Regions from separate parts of the Sus scrofa genome. Here all the other regions are linked to region 3. Evidence: chromatin contacts called from public Hi-C and promoter capture Hi-C data. All regions are on one chromosome and are shown on one strand. The core of a region is the stretch at or near the end of the contact, and the rest is flanking DNA. Distances in the headings are between cores, read along the strand shown.

Region 1 (2,855 bases), core at 275-2,774, 44 kb before region 3:
GATGTTTGAAGCCTGTTCTGGGCTACAATCTCTAGATTAGGCAGCTCCACACCTGCAGGCTCTAGGCGATGACTTGCAACCACAAACCAAAGAACACAAAGCCTGATGGCAAAGCAATCAAACATTGCTTTTAACCATGTCTCTTCTTCCAAGGTTCCCAAATACTAGCTAGGCCTGTCCCTTCTCTCTCACTTCACCCAAAAAAATGTTTATTATGTTCTATGTGAGACACACTGTACAGTTACAAATGTGAACCAGATACCATGTGAACCGACTGCTTCTCCCTAATAAGTATCCTGTCTTTCAAATGACTCTCTTTTCCCCTCAGTCACAACAAACCCAGTACCTCCAGATACCCCAAGTCTGGAAATAAAACTGGCAAATGTTTAAAAAGGGATTCCTAGCTTAATGGGATAACACTATAAAATAATCATCAACTTAAATCTAATTGGTGAATGCTCAGCTTGGGGGAATCCGGATATAGGGCGAATCTACAAAGTCCCACCATCTGGCTCTTTCCCTAACTCCCATAAGTCTAGACAGTCCGGTTCTAAGGGAGTTAGTGGGCTCTCAGAGCCGACAGAATGCCCTTCCCTGCCGACACCCTCCATTCTCAGCTGCCAATTTGATTCCTCGTACTCCCTGGCCTGACCACCCCAGGCAGCGCCCTGGGGGCGGGGGTGGGGACGGCATAGGCACCCACCTGCGGCCAGACAGCTGCTCAGCACAGAAGTGGGCTGCAGGGTGTACACTGTCTTAACCACGCTGGTCATCGTAACGAGGCAGCACGACTGGGGCCTGGAAGGCACAAGCTGAATGTTACCCAGGGCTGGCCCAGGGAACCCAAGCTGACGGAGGGCCCCAGGAGAGCACGACGTGGAATAGAGAAAATTCTTCAATTCCCAGTCCATCCCATGGGCCTCCTACACCCAGCCAGTCTCCAGACCCAGGAGAGCCGAACCTAGGCGCCTGCTGCTCCTGCCCGCAGGCCTCGTCACTCGAGTTCAAAAGATGCCGGGCAGCAACTGCCGTAGCGCCGACAGAGTCCGCCGCCTCGGTTTCAAATGGAAACTTCCGGTGGCCTGGCGGGAGGGGGTGCGGTGAGCTCCCTGTAGGCAGCCATGTTGTACGGAAGCCACTACTATGGGTGACGCCTTTGGGGGCTGCCATGCTGTACGGAAGGTCCAGAGTGGAGGGGCGAGCTTGAGCTTCCTGGCGATGGGTGTGAGAGCCCCCAGGTCTGGGCGGGGGAGGGGAGTGGTGCACTTCGCCGACTTGAATGGAGCTATGAACCTACCAGCGTCATATTCTGGCCTTGGGACGCAAACGCAGTCACCTTTAGAGTTCATGTCACAATCCTTTTCTTTATTTGGTCTGTGATTGTCAGGGGTGTTGCATGATGCTCAATTGCCAGGAGCATAGAGGTGGGTGGGCCGAAAACTACACCTTACGGGGTGGAGAATGGTAGAGTTAAGAAACCAACTAGTATTCATGACGATGCGGGTTCCATCCCTGGCCCGGCTTAGTGGGTAAAGATCTGGAGTTGCCCTGAGCTGCAGTGTAGGTGGCAGACGTGGCCCGGATCCCACGTGGCTGTGGCGGGCAGCTGCACCTCCCATTCGACCCCTAACCACAGGTGCGGCCCTAAAAAGACAAAAAAAAAAAAAAAAAAAAAAAAAGTCTAACCTCCTGGACTCTGCCCTCTAGGAAACAGCAAATAATCTCATAAACTAGTCAATGTGTCTCAATTCAGCTGTAAAAAAAAGTTTATATTTACCAACTGTAGTAAAACTATGAGGGAAGAGGGAAAAGCAAGGAAACCTAGTTTATTTTAATTTATTTATATTGGCAGCACGTGCAGCATGCGGACCAGGATGGAATGTACCCCAGAACAATGAGCAGTAACAACTCTGGATCTTTAACCCATTGCACTACCAGGGAACTCCAAGGAAACCTAGTTTGTTTGTTTGTTTATTGCTTTTTAGGGCCGCACCCACTGCATATGGAAGTTCCCAGTCTAGGAGTTAAATTGCAGCTACAGCTGCCCGCCTATGCCACAGCCACAGCAATGTTGAACTGTTTCTGCAACTTATACCACAGCTCATGGCAATGCCAGATCCCCAACCCACTGAGTGAGGCCAGGGACTAAACCCTTGTCTTCATGGTTACTAGTCAGGTTTGTTCCTGCTGAGCCACTATGGGAACTCTCAAAACCTAGTTTAAATTGTAGTTCAAGGAAGACATCAGAGGTGATGTTTGACTAACAAAGGATGAGGAGGAGTTAATCAGGTGAACAATGGGGGAAGAGGAGAGAAATGTGAAATCTCAAGGTAGGAATGGGCTTTTCCTAGAGGGACGAAAAAAGATGGGAGAAGAATGTCACCGTCAAAGCTGGAGAGATAAGCAGTCAAATGACAGTCAAATGGTCTATCTTTGTAGACCAAAGATAACCAGGTTGTAGTTCAAATATAAAGAGATTTTTTTCCTTAAGAGTAATTAGAAGTCTTTGAAGTATTAGAGCAGGAGGGTGCCATTCAATTTATATTTTAAAAAGTTCACTGTGACTACTACTCCATGGAGAATGGACTGAAGGAGAGCAAGAGTGAAATTAGAGAGAGTTGGGAGGCTACTGTAATTAATCAAGTGAGAGATGATGGTGGTTTGGCTGAGATGATAGTGGTGGTGGAGATGGAGAGAGGCAGACGCACTTAAGACAGCTTTTGGAAGCAGAATCTCAGGACTCAGTATTAGACTGGATATGGGGGAAGGAGGGGTAAGGAAGAGGGATAGTTTAAGGATGACTCCCAGGCTTGAATAATTGTGTGGATAGAGTCATTATTTTGTGTTTGGGGGGG
Region 2 (2,899 bases), core at 126-2,625, 58 kb after region 3:
CAGCCTGGCACCCTCTTACAGACCAGGTCCTGCCCCAGCTCCTCTTCTTCCCTGCACTGTCTCTATCCGCCACAGAAAACAGGGACATCAGTGAGGCTGAGATGTCTCTGGGAGGCTCAGGGAGGAGGGGCATGGCTCTTTGGGACCAGTGCCCCCTTCCATGTTCCTGCTGCTTCTCTCCTCCACCTGGAGGTGTCACTGCCTGGCTTGTCAGGCTGGCCTGCCACACACAGATTCCTAGGGCGCCCCCTCCCCTAGCCCTGGAAACAGTAAGAAAGGAAGAAAGAAATTTCCTTCATGCTACAAAAAAGGGAAATTGAGTCACAAAAGAAAGAAAGCCTTCTCTTCTACTACCTGAGTAAACAGGGAGAACGTTTCTACATCCTTCCTGGAGTTGGAGAATCTATACCCATCCTGGGTGACACTGAGGAGGGACTTCCAGGTCTGGGAGTGGGATTGGGCTTTTTGAGCTCTGAAAAACTGTGCAGCTCTTTTCCTGACACTCTCCAGCTTGCTGTTGCGTGCAGTCAGCAGGGCTGGTGTTATGGGTTTCCTTTTGCAGATGAGAGAATGCAGGCCTGGAGCCACACTGCTAGTAAATTCCTTCAAACTAGGACTTAACTCTGCTGTCAAATACTGTGACCTTTCTGTGACACCATGAGAGAAAATCAACCAAAAGGAAAAAGGGGGGGGGTTCACGATGTACACACACAGGCATCCATCACATGCTCCCCCCAGGAAAGAGAGGAGGGGGAGCCCCTGCTCCATGTTGGCATCCCTGGAGCCAGGGAGCTGGAGAGAGGAGAGGAAGGCTCATGGAGCAGGGCCTCATGCCCTGTCTGCCCCTCCCTCATCTGGGCCCACTGGCTTTTCCCAGAAGCCATACCTTCCCTCAGGCAGACCTGCTGCAAAGCTTCTGATTACTGCTGTGCCCAGGCTGAGGACACCTTTATTCTTCCCTTAATTTCCTGTCTTTCATAGGCAAGGACTCCTTAAAGCAGCCCTCAACACTATCCCCTCAAAGTATTTTTCCTGCTTCCATGCCCTTGCCTCAGTAACCCGAGCTGGAATGTCTGCTTTGCTTAACAGCCAGAGCCCACACATCCTTGAAGACCATCTCAGAAGCCCTGTCTTCAGAAGACCCTATCTCCCTTCCGCACCACTTCACCTTTTCATCTAGGGATGGTCTTGGTTTTGTCTTTAACAGACTTATTCAGCCCCCAGGCGATAAATTCTTTTTTTTTTTTTTTAAACGTCCCAGTTTTGTCTTCTTGCTTAAGAGGGGTCTCTTCTATCCTGAACCAAACTTCCCCCTCTGTACTTCCCACAGCTGGAAACTCAATACCGGGCTCATGACAAGTCTCAGTAAATTCTGTGGTCGCTACCTGACTCACTTCTTACTTCACAAATATCCATTCCAGCTCTACACACCCTCCCACCCTCTGCAGCTCTGAGGCGCTCTGTCTCCCCTCCACCAAGGCCTGCGCACCCCTCCCTCGCCCCCAGAGCAGAGCAGCGGGCCAGGGAGAGGGTATGTAGTGGTTTTCCCACGCCCTATAGACTCGTGCTCTCTTCTTCCTCTTAGAAGGGGTCAGCTAGTGGTCACGGTCAGAGCTCTGTGGTCTCGGAGTTGTTTTCTGCTTGAGAGGGAGACAGGGACCCTGGGGGGAGCCCTGCATGTTCCTCACTCTTTCTGGGGCGGCAGCGAGGAGGAGTTGCTAACGCGACTGCAGCATTCCCAGATCCCAAGACTCCCGCTTCGGTCGCTGCGTCTCGGCTCTGGCAGCTTCTCAGGAGCTGGCAGGCGGGCACGTTGTCGGGGTTGGAGACGTCTGAGATTGGAGCATGCACTTCTCCACCCCCAGCCCTGAGCCGAGTGAGCGTGTGCGGAACAATTGTGTGTGCGTGAGTGATTCGCTTCGAGTGGCACATCGCAGGCAGGCTGAGCACCCCCAAACCCGCGCAGCGCAAGTACCCCCTCCTTCGATTTGGCGAGTGATTTACTCCCGGTCTGCCTTTCGCCGCCAACTCCAGCTCGCTTATGGTCCAATTCTGCTTCATGAGGTCCCATTTCCTTACACCCGTACCGCTAGGGGTGGCCCTCGTCTTCCTCGACGGGCTCGGAGTCCCGCTAGTTTCTAAGGAGCCCAGGATACCGACTCCGCTAGGGGTGGAGGGTGGGGAGAGAAGACTGTGACTTTGGGATTGGCCCGGTCGAATGCATGTGGCCCCCTGCGTGCATCCCCAGCCCAGCCCCCGCCGCCGCAGCCCCGGGGAAGCGCGGAGGAGGAGCTGCTCCCCGACGTCTTGGCCCAAGTGGGGGGGGGGGTCAGGGGTGGTCTCCGCCGCCCCGTCAGTTTTTGCCCTGACTGCCTGCCCGCTTTCAGGGCAGCTATTGCCATGGAGACCCCTGAGGCTATAAAGCCAGGTACCCAGCCGGGCTGCCGCTCCCTTGCCGCCGAGCCCCCCAAGTATGGAGCAAGCGCCCTGGTGTGGCCCGGCCCCCGCTAGAGGGGAGGAGGCGGAGAAGCGGCGCCAGCAGATTGAGGAGCGGCGCGCCCCGCCAGGGCTGGAGGCAGCCGCGCACGGCTGGCGCCACCGTCTCAGCAGGGGAGCGGGGCTGCCCCGGGTGCCGGTGAGTGGCGCGGCTTCCAGCTACGAGGGACTGAGGGGCACTGGACAAAGGGAAAGCAGCGGAAGAGTCAGGAGGGTCCGGAGCTTCGGCTCCCGTCGTCTTGTGGCGGGTCAGGCGCGGAGCCCGGAGTAGCGCGCAATCTACACCTCCAGGCGGGAAGCTCGGGGAAGGAGCAGTGAGACGCCAGGCGTGCTGCCCAGGAACGGCGAGGCAGCTGGAGGACAGAGCGGGAAGCTCAGGACCTTCGGCCGCCACCGCCCACGC
Region 3 (3,153 bases), core at 47-2,546:
GAACTCTTCATGTTACTATTTTGTATTAATTTTTTTCTGCCCTTTTTTCTTTTTTTTAGGGCCCCATTTAGGGCATATGGAAGTTCCCAGGCTAGGGGTCAAATCAGAGCTACAGCTGCTGGTCTACACCACAGCCACAGCAATGCCGAATCTTTAACCCACTGAGTGAGACCAGGGATCGAACCTGCATCCTCATGGATACTAGTTGGGTTTGTTTCCGCTGAACCACGGTGGGAACTCCAGAGGACATATTACTATTGAACCAGGTGCTCCTGATACCAAGGGTTGGGATCTAAGGGTTGGGATCACCAGACAAGCTGCTCCCTTGAGCAGAGACAGCAGCCTCAGGTGTACTGGGAAGATGTGGGGAGAAATTTTCCCAAGAAAAGCTGCATCCTTTCTCAGGATCCGAGAGGCTGAAAGGACTATCCCCGGAGAACATGGCCAGGAAGGGCCCAGAGTCAGGAGCCTGAGCTGTGGTGGCACAGGCCCTGCAGGAATTTCCCCATAGCAAGGGAAGCAGCTGTACTTTAACATACAGGCCAGGAGTTCCTGTTGTGGCTCCATGGGTTAAGAACCTGACATAGTGTCCTTGAGGATGTGCATTTGATCCCTGGCCTTACTCATTAGATTAAAGATCCGGCGTTGCTGCAAATTCTGGCATAGATCACAGATGTATCTCAGATCCCCTATTGCTGTGGCTATGGTGTAGGCTGGCACCTGCATCTCCAATTTGACCCCTGGCTTGGGAACTTCCATAGGCTGCAGGTGAGGCCCTACAAAGAAAAAAAAATCAAAATAAAATACAGGCTATGTTCCACCTAAGGAATGCATGACTAATAGTGTTATTTTAGGTATGCAGTAGTACTTGGTGGCTTAGGGAAAGTGAGCTTCTTGATCCCTTTGAATTACTTAAATCAGCGCAGATGAGGAGAGTGAGGTGAGGCTCATTTTGAGGGTGGGGGGTGGGGGTGGTCCCTCATACCAGGGAGTGCAGTGGGCTGGGCTGTAGGTCTTTATCTACTAATGGGAGGGACAGAGGCCTCCTAGGTGCCCCTCTGTCTGCAAGCAGGACCAGGCAGGGGTGTTACTGGGTCACAGGGCCTGGGGCAGCCAGGCCCTCTATGGGGGCTTAGCCTGCCAGGAAGAAACCCCTACCAGTCTGTCTGGGGACGCTGGGGCAGGGAGGTGCCGGGCAGGGCCAGCTGGCTGCTGGTGCCCTGGGTCCTCGCCCTCTGAGAGTGGATGGGTGGGGGCAGTGGCCGCGGAGTTCCTGGCTGGGAGCCCAGAGGAGTCTTTTGTAATCACAACATGATCTCGTGTGCTGAGCTGCAAAGCCGGCAGGGAGAGACCGGCAGAGGCCCGGCTCTGTGGCTCCGGCTTCCCTCCCGCTCTGGCTCCCCCAAGACTGTTCTGGAATTCTCTCGGTGCCCTCTGTGGCCATGCACTCGGCTGTGAGTGGCACCTTGCCTTTGGCGGGGGGCTTCTTGGGGCTGGGACATCAGGCGGCCACACTCTGGGGCAGCTGGGGACAGCTGGGCCTGGGAGGAAGAGGGCTGTGCCGGGGCGGGTGGGGGAGCTGGGCAGGGGCATTGGCCACAACGGAATCTCAGCAGCCAGAAGAGAGGGACCCAGGGATCTCAATGCCGAGGCACCCTGTTCCCAGGGCGCCTCCTGGGCTGGGCCTGCCCATGGAGCCGGCTCCTTCCTGCCCCGACTGCCAGCAGCTCGCAGCCTAGAGAGGTTGGGCCTGTGGGAGCGCTTCTTTCCCACAAGCTGGGCACAGGCCTGGGGAGTGGGGTGCAGGGCCTGGGAGCCCAGGACGGAGTAGGGACCTTTCTCTTCACTGCGGTTCTGGGCCTGGGAGCCAAACAGCTCCCCCCGACCTCCTGAATCCCCTGGCAACTTCCCAGTCACGGCAGGTTCCGCTGCCAGAGCCATTTATAACTCCCATTCCAGGCTCTGCTCAGCAGTGGCGCTCCCTGGAGAGCCTGGGGGAGGGGCAGCCAGTGCTGGGAGCTGCGGGCCTGGATATGAGGCCCTAACCTGAACCCCGGAGGAGGCAGAGAGATGGACAGGCAGGTCTAGCGGGGTGGGGGCTTGGGGCCTTCCATGGGACCCTAGCTCTGGGTCTGGGGTCTCTTCTTTGGGTGGTAAGAGTATGGTTGGGTGGGTATGTGAAAGCTGAGGACCTAGGAAGGCCTGGGCCCAGGAGTCAGGAGCTTGGGCCCCCTGCCCTCAGCAGGGGCCTCATGGGGCTGAGTCCCCGATGAGCAGGCAGGAGGAGAAGGATGCAGAGCTGGACCGGAGGATAGTTGCCCTTCGCAAGAAGAACCAGGCCTTACTGCGCAGGTACCAGGTGAGTGGGCTGTGACGGGCCGGGAGGACTGACTGAGTTGGCCTTCGAGATCTGACCTACAGACCCCTGCATGGTGATCTCTCCCTGCAGGCTCTGGGCCTGGGGCCAGGAGTAGGGTGGGTGTGTTCCATCTCAGAGGCTCTGAGAGGGTCTTGGGGACCCCATGATGGGGTGCCTCTGCCCCTGGTGTCTCACCGGTGTTTCTCTGTGTAGGCCTGTCAGTGTCTCTGTCTCTGTGCATCTGGGGCGGGTATGGCCTGTGCTGACCCCAGGCCCTCCTGCAGGAGATACAGGAAGACCGTCGGCAGGCGGAGCAGGGGGGCATAGCGGTGACCACGCCGGAGCTCCTCCGTCCTGACGGCCTCACTGTCACCATCAGCCAGGTTCCTGGAGTAAGCCCCACTCCAGAGCTGGGAGGTGGGGGGTGGTCGGGTGCTGGCTAGGAGGGGGAGGCCCAGCTGCCCCTGCTCCTCTGCTTCCCCATTCATGTTCTGGGGTAAACCTACCAGCTCTCAACCTCATGCAGCCCAGGCCACTGCTGGCCCCTATCCCCAAAGAGGCACTGCTGAAAGGTGACCAAACGGAAGCCTCCTCATGCCCTTTTCCAGCCTCAGAGCTCTGCATCTGTGCCCCCAAGCACAGGCCGCTCCCAAACCCCAAACCCCGGGGGCACAGAGAAGTTGGGGCTGAATGCAAGGAGGAGCGTCTGAGGGACAGAGCCTCATTGTCTGAGTGCTTTGGATTTCCCAGCTCAGAGATGATGGGCCACTGTGGCGTCTTGGGCCCCTGGGTGG

Evidence for each region. Promoter capture Hi-C pulls out the DNA fragments that hold promoters and counts their contacts. Hi-C and Micro-C count contacts between places; a contact is called where the count stands out from the background.
Region 1: a Hi-C map of liver shows a contact between it and region 3, with 2.9 times the contacts expected there. The contact joins the promoter of KNSTRN here to the promoter of C1H15orf52 in region 3. A contact is called at or near these places in 5 of 47 Hi-C or Micro-C datasets (embryonic fibroblasts, epiblast stem cells and liver) and 2 of 2 datasets of contacts at active chromatin or transcription factors (alveolar macrophages and skeletal muscle).
Region 2: a promoter capture Hi-C map of liver shows a contact between it and region 3, with 2.9 times the contacts expected there. The contact joins the promoter of ANKRD63 here to the promoter of C1H15orf52 in region 3. A contact is called at or near these places in 1 of 5 promoter capture datasets (liver), 4 of 47 Hi-C or Micro-C datasets (embryonic fibroblasts, epiblast stem cells, fetal heart ventricle and 1 more) and 2 of 2 datasets of contacts at active chromatin or transcription factors (alveolar macrophages and skeletal muscle).

Annotation. Positions count from the first base shown.
Region 1 is chr1:130,928,648-130,931,502 of Sscrofa11.1, forward strand. KNSTRN (small kinetochore-associated protein) reads right to left here and starts at 1,525. Exons shown (of 9, transcript XM_005659751.3): 1 at 962-1,525; 2 at 704-798. The coding sequence starts at 1,170.
Region 2 is chr1:131,031,244-131,034,142 of Sscrofa11.1, forward strand. It overlaps ANKRD63 (ankyrin repeat domain-containing protein 63), which reads left to right and starts at 1,376. Exons shown (of 1, transcript XM_021097815.1): 1 at 1,376-2,899. PLCB2 (1-phosphatidylinositol 4,5-bisphosphate phosphodiesterase beta-2) reads left to right here. Exons shown (of 32, transcript XM_021097762.1): 32 at 1-621.
Region 3 is chr1:130,973,339-130,976,491 of Sscrofa11.1, forward strand. C1H15orf52 reads left to right here and starts at 1,297. Exons shown (of 12, transcript XM_003353393.4): 1 at 1,297-1,366; 2 at 1,369-1,454; 3 at 2,246-2,359; 4 at 2,644-2,751. The coding sequence starts at 1,312.